Regions from separate parts of the Mus musculus genome. Here all the other regions are linked to region 3. Evidence: chromatin contacts called from public HiChIP or PLAC-seq and promoter capture Hi-C data. All regions are on one chromosome and are shown on one strand. The core of a region is the stretch at or near the end of the contact, and the rest is flanking DNA. Distances in the headings are between cores, read along the strand shown.

Region 1 (3,600 bases), core at 98-2,597, 670 kb before region 3:
TGGGAGTATATAGATATGGAGCACTAATGCCATCGAGGTCACACATTCCAAATGACAGCTGCTTCATCTAGATCTCATCCTTATCTCCTAAAGACATCCATTAACCCCACCTTACAGATAGGAAAGCCGGGGCTCAAAGAAGAATCTCTCCTTTCTGTGTGTGTGGGGAGGATGCTAGGGATTATAAGTCAAAGTTTTGTACATGCTAAACATATGCTCTGCTACTGAACTATATCCCCAGCTCTCAAAGAATCATGATTGTGATCATTTAGCTGATGATGGCAACCACATAACAAACAACATAGTGCCAGGCGTGGTGGCACATGCCTTTAATCCCAGCACTTGGGAGGCAGAGGCAGGCGGATTTCTGAGTTCGAGGCCAGCCTGGTCTACAAAGTGAGTTCCAGGACAGCCAGGACTACACAGAGAAACCCTGTCTCAAAAAAAAAAAAAAAACAAAACAAAAAAACAAAACAAAACAAAAAAAAAAACAAAAACCAAACAACACAGTGATCTTTGCCATGCCCAGGCACTGGGGCAGCAACTATAGTAACACTATCTTTTGAACACTTATTATGCATGCATGCACTGCACTAAATAAGCTAACTAAAATCCCGCTATCTTTTGCGTTCAATACAATCCCTATGCTAACCTATCTGAGAAGAATACTGAGGGTCTAAAAACTTATCCAAGTCTGATAGAGGGTTGGGACTAACCTATGTGGGTCTCCAAATCTCTGGTGTCTAAGGTGCTTATACTTGGCTTTCGGTACAAGTGATTATGTTCTTGTCTGCAAGTGTTTAATCTATTAATGATCCCTTTCCTCTGGAGAGTTAAGTGCTATGAGAGATGGATAGAGTTTAGACTGTCAAAGGCATGACTGTAAACAACGCGTCACAAGGAACACACCCAGAAGACGCCGGCACCTCGTGACCCCGCCGGCAATGACTCGGTGATTCCCGGCGTTTCTGGACAGTATCGAACACACCTAGAACTCCCAACCAAATAAGCCAGAAGTCCACTCACCCGACTCCCGCAAAAGTCCCGCCAGCTTCCACACTACTGAATCCCGCGGAGCGGTCGTCATAGCCACGGGACGCTGGGGGCGGAGCCTGGGGAAAGGGGAAGCGGAAGAGCCTCAGGTGGGCAACAAAAGCCCAGAGCTTTCGTGCAAATGGAGGCGTCGCGCAATGTAAAAAGTAAGCATCAGCTAAAAAGAACGATCTCTCTGACCCCTTTTCCAAAAAGCATTGGGCCTCGGGAGCCCATGGGCCCGCGTAATTCGCACTCCAATCACTTTGGCAGCCGGGCTCTTTTAGGGCAGGAAGTCCCGCCCCGGAAGGCAAAGGACCTACCGGAAAGCATGCCTTCGCTACCGGAAGCCACGCCCTGGGCGAGCCGATGTGTCAGTAGGACGGAACTAGCCGGGATTAAGCCCCTAACGGGGCCCCAGGTCTAGCTCGGCTCTGGGTGGCCCCTTCGGCAGAGAGAGAAACCTGACTCTTGTTTGCAGACTGGGCGGGGAAGCAGAGCTTGGAGAAATGGGATCTTGTATTAGAAGGAAAAGAACTCATCCAAAACAAATACTGATCTTCCAGTTACATAGCTGTCCTGTCCTTGCGAAGTTCTTTTATATCAGCCAGAAGGGCTAAGGCTGGCAGGGATGCCACTCTCAAACCCCCTTTGCTGTCATAGTCCTCAGTCTCTAGACTTATTTTTCCTTAGGGTTTAGCACACTCTCAAATTGGTCCCTGGTCTCTGATTTCAGAGCTCTGGAAGCAGAGGCAGGAGGGTCTCAGTGAGTTCAAGACCAGCCAGCTCTAAATAGTGAGTTCCAGGCTAGCCAGGGCTGCATAGTGGGATCCTATCTCAAAAACAAAAATTAGTCACTGGTAATGACCTGAACCTGTATTTGTTTTGTTTTGTTTTTAACTGTATTTACAGCTCAGTACACCTAACTAAAAGTGGTTTTCCTAAATTTGAAAATAAAATATATCAATAATTAACAAAAGCAAGACTGTTGAGTTTTCTACTTCCAAATTGGCACTGTAGCTTTTTTTTTTTTTTTCAAGATAGGGTTTCTCTGTGTAGCCCTGGCTGCCCTGAAACTCTGTAAACCAGGCTGCCTCTGCCTCCCAAGTGCTGGGATTAAAGGCGTGCGCCGCCACCACCACCCAGCACCACTGTAGTTTTTACCCTGGCTCTTGGTCTGGCAGTTGACATCAACTTCTGGTCTACATTATGAAAACATTTCTTAGGATGGAGTGACTAGCTAGGCTTGGGAGGGGAATGTCTTTTATGAAACAATCCTTTCTAACACAAGAAAGTTAAACATGAAGTGTAGGACTGAAGAGATGGCTCAGTGAATTAGAGCACTGGCTAGGCTTCCAGAGGACATGGGTTCAAGTCCCAGTACCCACATGGCGGCCCACAGCCATCTGTAACTCCAGTTCCAGGTGGTTGTACAATCTCTTCTCATCTCCATGGGCACAGCACATGCATGGTGTAGAGGCATTCAGGCAAAACATTCATACATGCAAGTGTTTGCTTTTAATGAAAAATCTAAAGAGTAGAGTTGGAGTCAGTCAGTTTTAGAGGTGGTGGAAGGCTTCTCTAGCCTGAACAAACTTCCTATATACCGTCTCATGGATCTGGGACATTTTGTGCAATTGATAATCCATTACATAGCAACTGTCAGTCCTTGTTTATCGATCACCTGAAGCTGGCCATGGGGGAGGAGCCATAACAATCAAGTCAACTGTATCAAGCCAAATTCTCATAGGCAGAAAAAGAAACAAAAAACAAAAACTCATTCTTTTGATATCCTGATGTGGTGCCTTGAAACCTTTGCTTTTTGGCCTGGCTTCCGTGGTCCACAGTTATTGTGTGAAAATCCTCCATTCACATGGGTAGCCCCTCTCTCTACTCAGGTTTGTCCTACACTACCGAGCTTCCAGATAAGTGAACGAGAGAAAAATCAAAGAAAACAAAACTGTATTGGGGAGGGGAAAGCTAAGCTAAAGAAGCAGCAAGAGAGTAAACAGCCGAGGCCTGTCCTCCTCCCTGAGAGGCCCACTCCCCTTTCTGTCCTTGGCTTGCAGGCAAGGCCTTGGCTGCCTTCCAAAGAAGTCTCTCTCTCTTTTTCTCCCTCTCTTGCCTAAGTTACATTCTTCTGTAAATTGCTACTTATAAAATTTCTTTTAATCAAAGGGAAAAAGAAAATCCTGTGTCACCAAAGCTACAAAAACAAGTGCACACGCTTTGAGCGTGCACCAGATCCATAGAAGAAAGCAAGAACTGGACCTTCTGGTGACCTGGCCAGTGACAACAAATCATGCTTTGGATGAGACCAATTAGGATTGTAACGGTGTCAGTTCAGTACAGGTTGGATCCCAGTCCCAACACATCTTAGAAACGGACAAGTTGATTCTAAAATTTATCTAGGAGACTAAATACATACAGGGCCAAGAAACTTTGAGAGGAAATAATTGAAAACAAAATTTAAGAGACACTAATAGGGGCCTTGCCCTACCAGGCAGCAGAGTGTCCTCCAAAGTCACAGTGACCAAAGCCTGATAATAGCAAAGAGATAAACAATAG
Region 2 (3,444 bases), core at 259-2,758, 580 kb before region 3:
CTTTACAGATAAGAAAACTAGAGCTGAAAGAGGTTGAAATTTGGCTTGCTCCAGGTCCCAGCAGGAAGACAGGACTCAGACTCAAACCTTGTCTATCCCAATAATGGAGCAATAAAGAAAAGGAGCTACAGCATAGGTGCTCTGCGCTTTATCACTGATTCCCCCTGCTATGGCTCTAGCTTATTCTTTAAGATCCCTGCCTGGCTTCACATTCCATACTGTAAAACTAAGTGTGAAATCTGAGCAGCAGCAAGAGGCAGGGAAGTCACCAGGACTGGCTGCCCAAAGCAGTGCTCAGACGCCTGTGAATGGCAGCCCGTGGAGCCGTAGTTGGTGGGAAAAGATGGCAGCTGGGAAATGGAAGACAGACACACACCATGAAGGAGAGGGGCAGGAAGTGTGGGGTTACCTGGGCACAGGCTTCTATATGGTGCTGGATCATGGGAACGCCTGCCACAGGAAACAGAGGTTTGGGCACCTCAAAAGACAAAGGCCTGAAGCGAGTCCCTGAGAGGACAGGAGAACGTTTTAGCTTCCTATTTCCTTGTGTCCCAACCCCACCGACCTCTCCAGCCTACCCGCTCCCCTGTCCCCCATCTCCTCACCCTTCTGGGGGCCTCCAATGAGAATCACAGCTTTGAGCATGATGAGCGCTATTACCTAAACCTCAAACCACAACAGAATAATTACAACACATAGTCCTTTCCTAGGATGTAAACACAAAAGTTCAGTATAGTCCCTCCTTGGGCACACAATCACGAAATTCATCCCAATCCAGAACTCAGATGGCTTCAAAACCCTGCAGCCCTCCCTTTTATCTCTAATGACTTCTCTTTGGCCGTGAACAAATTATGTAAACACGGGTACTCAACGGACCCCCTTCTCTGACCCCAGATCTCAAAACCCTGAAACCTCTAGTCCCAGTGCCTTGCAAATGACTGCTTCCTCCTTCTAGCTGTTCAACTCCGAATCCCAGCGGTGAATATGGAACCACAAACCTTGAGTGAGCTCTGGGTATTTAATTTTAATCCTATGAATGCGCCCCAAGTACAGAACTAACATCAATCTGCATTTGATGAGCACCAACCCTAACACCTCTAGGTGCTGACTGTGAATTCTACAACTACCTACATGTGCTCGAATCAAAAGACAGGTTCCGTTGACATGTCAAACGCTGAGCCTACTACTCCAGCCGTGCGCATACCGACCACTGGTGCGGAATCTCTGGATTCCAAAGATTGATTGCTGACCTGGACCCCACAACTGAGTCAGTCCAATAGACGTCAGTTTCTCGTAGCCATTGGTTATAGAACCAACACAAGCGTGGGCATGAGGAGAGAAAGACAGGCCCTGTGAGCCCTCCCTACGTCCAGGGTCCGTCTGCTACACCTTACCCTGCCCACCACCCCCTCCACCATGTAGATCCTTTTACCACTAGCTCCCTTTACGCCAGCTCTGCCGCCTGCCACTGCTTGCTCCTTCCGCGTACGTGTCTCCTTACAACCCGCGAGAGCTCTTTCGCGGGGGCTGCTGGGAATTGTAGTTTTGAAAACGTTCTCTCTCCAACTCCAATAAGACACTTGGGAAACGTGCTGGAAACCTGGTGCGTTCCGTCAAGTCACCGTAGGACAAGGCTTAACTGAGGAGAGAGAGGAGTAAGGATGGGGGCTAAGAAGTTAGGCCTGGAAACTTGAGATTGAGACCTAAGCTTTTCCAGTATGGGCTCAGGGGCAGCGGAGCACTAAGTCACAGGACAATCCCCTGGGTGGCCAGCTTTGGAACAGCCTGGAGGGGCTGAGCCTAGACTGAGCAAAAGAAAAGGAGCAATCACAGTTCCAAAATTTGTCCAGCTGAGAAATTTGACACTGAGAGAAATCCTATTCCGGATGACTACTACCTGTAAAATGAGCTTTCCAGATTTCCTAGTGACTCCAACATTCTGTGACCTTGGCCTGTGGGTCTTGGAATAAATATGGGGGGGGGGGCAGGCAGGGAGAGGAAATGGCGATGGAAAACAAAACAAACAAGCACGAGGAGGATCAGAAGGAAAGCAATTTTGTTTTATTTTTGTTTTTTAGATTATATCTAAGTACACTGTAGCTGTCTTCAGATGCACCAGAAGAGGGCGTTAGACCTCATTAACGAATGGTTGTGAGCCACTATGTGGTTGCTGGGATTTGAACTCAGGACCTTCAGAAGAGCAGTCGGTGCTCTTAACCACTGAGCCATCTCTCCAGCCAGGAAAGCAGTTTTATTAAGCAAGGCAGAAGAGGGTTTGGATCCCACCAGCACCTGGGATCGCAGCCAGGGTAAAAAGGTCTGATGGTCCCTTTCAAGCCATGTCCACCTGAGGAAGCCTTGGGCCATGTCCTGGGGTAGTCCTGGGGAATGGTAAGGCGCTGGTGGTGTTAGGACCAATCTCTACACCCTGGGGAAGGTGTGGAGAGACGGAGGGCAGATCTGTGGGTCAGTTTATCTGTGTGTGTAATGAGCGTTAATTATAAAGCTCATTCTTTGCAGTCCAGTTTCTGGGAACAATACTACACAGGTCCCAGTCTCAGCCCTGCCTTAGCTGCAGATCCTAGACCTCCCTGTCGTGGTCCTCAATGTCCTACCCGTGCTTGGTCTGGCAGACATGGAGTGGGCAGTCAGTGCTGCCATGGCGTCTTTGAGGTCCCTTTTATATCTTAGCATGGACTCAACAAAGGACAGGGGAACCTGACCATAGGACACGAGCATCACCATGAGATGAGGAATATCTGGCCCTAACTCCACACGATGCATTTGAATTCACAGTATGTTATTGGACAGATGACTAGCCTTTACATTTTATCTCTTTCGTTATTAAACAGGACTTATCCCTGTCCCTTTTTCTCTGGGTCAAGTAGAAGATCAAAAGAGATACAGCTCTCACAAGTGCTTCGGAGACAGCTCTGTGTAAGGAAAGCGCCCTGGGTTGGGAGCCAGAAAACTAGATTTTAAATCCTGGCGCACGCACACTGTGACCTTGGGTCCTAGAATCCTAGGATGGGAGCCCCGGGCTGACTTCTCAGTCTGGGTGGGATCAGGACCTGAAGGAAGGGAGGAAATTGCTAGGCTTGTCATGCCCTCCAGTCAGTGTGGAGGGTGGGTTCCTCCTCACTCGGTCTGGACTAGGCCCAGCTACAAATGCACTCCCGCCTGGACACTACCACTGCAGATGCCCACAGGGTGACGCTGTTCTGAACCTAGAGCACATGAGCCTTCCATAAGGATGCCCATGGAATCTGAGCACTGGTTGGCATCGTTGATGCTCTATACTGGTCCAGATGGCCAGTTATCAGTATCTTGCACTCCCAGAGCCACCACTACCTCTGGATCCTTGGAGACAGTACTACTTAGGCCTATAGCACAGCTCCTTGCATCCTAACTCCAGCAGATAAACAGGTCCAGGAAAGTTGAGAT
Region 3 (3,739 bases), core at 1,185-3,684:
GAACCCAAAAAGAGGCCGGCGCGAAACCATCTGTAGGCGCTTCCAGCGCTTTATAGTTCGCTCCAGGACAGACGGACAGACAGATAGTGCGGCCTGCGCCGTCGGCCCGCATCATTGGCACCTTGGACAAGGCCCCAGGCCCGACCCAGTCCCTGGTACTCTTCCCAGGACGATTCCGGTCCCGCCCAGCTCAGCACCTCGGACAATTCCCTGCCCAGCCCCCTCCCCACCCACCCACCCTCCTGAAACAGCGAAATAAATTAAAGTGTGAGGAGGGGATATAACAAGAAATCTAAAGATAAGGAAGAGGACGCCCCTCCCCCAGATAAGAAGAGTTTTCTTTCTCTTTCTATCCATCCACAGAGAAGACACCACCGCTGCAAGCGGGGTAGTCTACCAGGTTGGATCTTGCCCTCAAATCTCAGCCTCCTAAATGAAGGCAGCAGCCCTTTCCTCCTCAACTCCCAGCATGCAACACGTTGGAAAAGGTGGGGAGAGGCCGTGGGGGTGAAGGAAAGGATCACCCTGATCTTTGCCTGGACAACTGAGACTGCAGTTTCCTGTCCAGTCTATCCAAATTTAAAAAACAAAAACCAAAAAACTAAGGATCTGGGGAAAGGAGTGTAGAGTCTTGGGGATCGGTTGGTGGGGGGTGGGGGGTTGCAGGACGACACAAGCAGAGAGAGGGAAGGCAGACAGGAGGGATGGAGGTGACATGACCGGAGGAAGGAAGAGGAACAAGAAGGGTACACGGAAACATAGGTGCTGGAGAAGCGGGGACCGCAGTGGGGTACCATCAGGCTCGGGGTAAGGTAGAAAAGGGTAAAGCCCAGGGAATGCCAATGGACAGGCGGGGGCGGGGGCGGGGGCTGCAGACAGGAGGTAAGACGAAGACACAGAAAGGTGAGGGACTGGACAAAACCCAGGGTGGTGGACTTTGAGATGCCCACAGCAGGAAAGAGGGAGACCAGGGCAGAAATGGAAAGATGGAGGCGCAGACAGACGGAAAGGGTGAACGAAGTTGGGGGTGCACTTCCCGCGATCATCCCCCACGCCCACCCCACGCCCAGTAAATCCAGACACCGCGGCCTCTGGCGTCCTAGCCTCCACCTTCCCCTGTGGGGCAGGGGCGGCTCCTCCTCGGCCCAGCCTGGGCATAGAGCAGCGGTAATAGCGACGGTGGCTTGATGGTCCCGGGGTTTCCGGGTGTGTGTGAGGGGCTGGGGCGGGGGGCGGGCGCGGCCCCTGGGAATCCCTAGCGGTCCAAGTTCATAGTCCAGTGCTTGGCTCCGGTCGCGCAGCTGTCCCTGGCGCTCGAGGAGGAGGTGGTGGACGCGCTGCTTCCGCTCGGTGGACCCCCGGTGCTCGCCGCGGCCTCGCCCTCGTTCTTGAGGTCTTGAAAGACTTGCGTGAAGAAGTGGGGGTCGGCGTTGAGTCGCAGCATCTGCGGGCTGAGCCGCTGGATGAGGCGCAGGCAGCGCTGCCAGAAGCGCTCCTTGTCGGGCTCCACGAGGAACGGCTTGAGCGGGTAGGAGATCTCGTTGCCCATGTAGGAGTAGGCGAGGTAGAGGCAGGTGAGGAAGGCGGCCTGCAGTTCCGCGGCCGACGCCAGCTCGTCCCCACGAAGCGACTCCCGGCACAGCAGGTACACGAACACCAGGTTGGCGGGGGTAATGAAGGCCTGGTCTTGCCAGCCCTGCAGCAGCAGCGAGCGGTCCACGCCGCGGAACCAGCCCACCAGCTCGCCGGGGCTCAGCTCCTTGAGGCGGTAGCAGCGTCGGCACACGAAGTCGCCGAGGCAGCGGAGCAGCTCGCCGGTAGACGCCTGCACGATGACCCGCCGCGGCGAGCCTCCGGGCGCCGGCGGTGCCGCCTGCGGGGCTGGGGGTGGCGGCGGCGGCGGCTTTCCCCCGCCTGAGCCTGGTGGAGGGGCGGCTGCGCTGCCCCCCGACGGGGGCTCGCAGGTGGCAGCGGTCGTGGGCACCGTGGGCACCGGCACGGCCAGGGGCTTGGCTGTTCCGCCACCGTCGGGGCCGTCGCGGCCCTTGCGGAGAAGGTTCTCGCGGTTGCGTTGCTGGACCAGAGGGTCGGGACCGGTGGACGCTGGCTTGGGCGTCACCTTTTTGCTGCCTTTCTTCTTCTTGGCCGAGGCTGCCACTAGGCGCTTCCAGGTGAGCGCCGAGATGAGCACGGACGGCCGTTTGAGCCGGCTCTCGCCTTTGCCGCCCTTGCCGGCCGGCGGCGCGCCGTAGCCCCCCAGCGCCTCGTCCCCCGCGGGCGGCGCCTTCTTTTTCTCCTCCGGCAGCCCTCCCGGCCTCCGGCCCTTGGCCGAGGAAGCAGGGGAAAGCGACAGCACCGTGCCCATCCTGCAGAGCGGGGCCGGCGCCCGGGCCCCAGCGGGAACCGCGGGCGGCGCCGCTGCTGCTGCAGCCCCGGGGGACCCGGCGGTGGGGGGCCTAGCCCCGGCCCGGGCGCGCGGACGGGCGGGGGATGGAGCCGCTCTGCTGCGCCGCGGCGGCTGCTCTGAGCCGAAGCTGCGCCAGCTGCAGCGTCAGCCCCACCCCTTGGGCCCCTTCTTTCGCCACGCCGCGCCCCGCCTCACGCAGCCAATCCTGACTCTAGTTTTCTTTGATCGGCAGCTCCTCTAACCAATAGGATGTTGCATACTAATCTACTGTACCGCCTTACCCACCGCCTGGAGTCTTCAGTCCCTTACCTTTTCCCAAAGGGGGAAAAGGGGGGAAAGGAGGAAAAGGAGAGAGGGGGTGTGTGTGATTCTGAGGTCTCTTTTTCTGGCTGAGCAGGGGGTTGAAGTGAGGTGAAAATGGTCCTTCCCATCTCTTCCTCCAGATCCCAAGACCATGGGTCTGAATGTTTTGATACACTGTGATACACTGGGTCCAAGCCGCAGTATAGAAGCCATGGGAACAGCCTATCATTCGCTCACCTTTGAGTTTGTTTAGTGGGCAATATGGCAGCTTGCCCTCATCGAGACACCCCAGTTGCACCTTCCGGCTTCGCCCATCTGGATGTCCGCTTGCTATCCTCTTCATCGCCCCCCCCCCCTTGGGGACGGGGGTAGGGTGGGGTGGAGGAGACTGCTGCAGGCTCATTCCTGATCTGTAAGAGAATGCTAGTGTGTGAGACTCTGAGCAACCGAGCAAATGCACCCTTTCTCCTTGGCAGAGGGAAGGATGTGTGTCTTTGCTTCACGGAGCAGGAACAGGGGGAAGTCTAAAGACAACCTAATGAGTCTGTACTTGATTCCCTGCTTCTGACTCTGACCCCTGGACAGCTCATTTTTGATTGGTTGTCCCAACAACACATTCATCTCACCCTTGCATGCGTGATGGATGGTTGGACTCCAGGGAACTCTGGAAATTGGTTTAGTTGAAGGCCCCAGTCTGGGGTCTACTGTGTGGAAATCGGTTGGCTCAACTTCCAGTCAAGATCCGGGGTCCTAGTTGAGATGGATTTTAACCAGTAGACAGCTTCCTTGTGCTCAGACTCTAGCTGTTCCCACTCCAGCTGCCAGCTATTATACTGGGAGCTGCCGGTTTCTCTGGACCCCTCCATTCCTGCTACGGACCACATAGGCCTTGATCCCAGACTTTGAGCCTTATCGGCAGGTTGTGAGAACCGCTTGTCCTGGGCCACTTCAGTGTGTCTTGTAGGACCCTCCAGTCTGCTGTCTGTGGCTTCCCTTCCAGGAGTCTTAGTGAACCTTAGGCATTGGTGT

The links. HiChIP or PLAC-seq counts read pairs in DNA pulled down with a chosen protein or histone mark. Capture Hi-C pulls out chosen DNA fragments and counts their contacts.
Region 1: a promoter capture Hi-C map of liver shows a contact between it and region 3. The contact joins the promoter of Stk11ip here to the promoter of Cdk5r2 in region 3. A contact is called at or near these places in 3 of 115 datasets of contacts at active chromatin or transcription factors (bone marrow-derived macrophages, embryonic stem cells and regulatory T cell precursor) and 1 of 9 other capture datasets (liver).
Region 2: an H3K27ac HiChIP or PLAC-seq map of embryonic stem cells shows a contact between it and region 3, with 2.1 times the contacts expected there. The contact joins the promoter of Gmppa here to the promoter of Cdk5r2 in region 3. A contact is called at or near these places in 1 of 39 promoter capture datasets (liver), 1 of 484 Hi-C or Micro-C datasets (embryonic stem cells) and 2 of 115 datasets of contacts at active chromatin or transcription factors (both in embryonic stem cells).

Annotation. Positions count from the first base shown.
Region 1 is chr1:75,519,276-75,522,875 of GRCm38.p6, reverse strand. Stk11ip (serine/threonine kinase 11 interacting protein) reads right to left here and starts at 1,347. Exons shown (of 25, transcript NM_027886.3): 1 at 1,234-1,347; 2 at 1,027-1,112. The coding sequence starts at 1,087.
Region 2 is chr1:75,434,000-75,437,443 of GRCm38.p6, reverse strand. It overlaps Gmppa (GDP-mannose pyrophosphorylase A), which reads right to left and starts at 1,508. Exons shown (of 13, transcript NM_001357170.1): 1 at 1,132-1,508; 2 at 606-666; 3 at 410-507. The coding sequence starts at 645.
Region 3 is chr1:74,853,724-74,857,462 of GRCm38.p6, reverse strand. Cdk5r2 (cyclin-dependent kinase 5, regulatory subunit 2 (p39)) reads right to left here and starts at 2,434. Exons shown (of 1, transcript NM_009872.3): 1 at 1-2,434. The coding sequence starts at 2,365. The coding sequence ends at 1,256. It overlaps Gm16582 (predicted gene 16582), which reads right to left. Exons shown (of 4, transcript NR_151618.1): 2 at 2,948-3,120.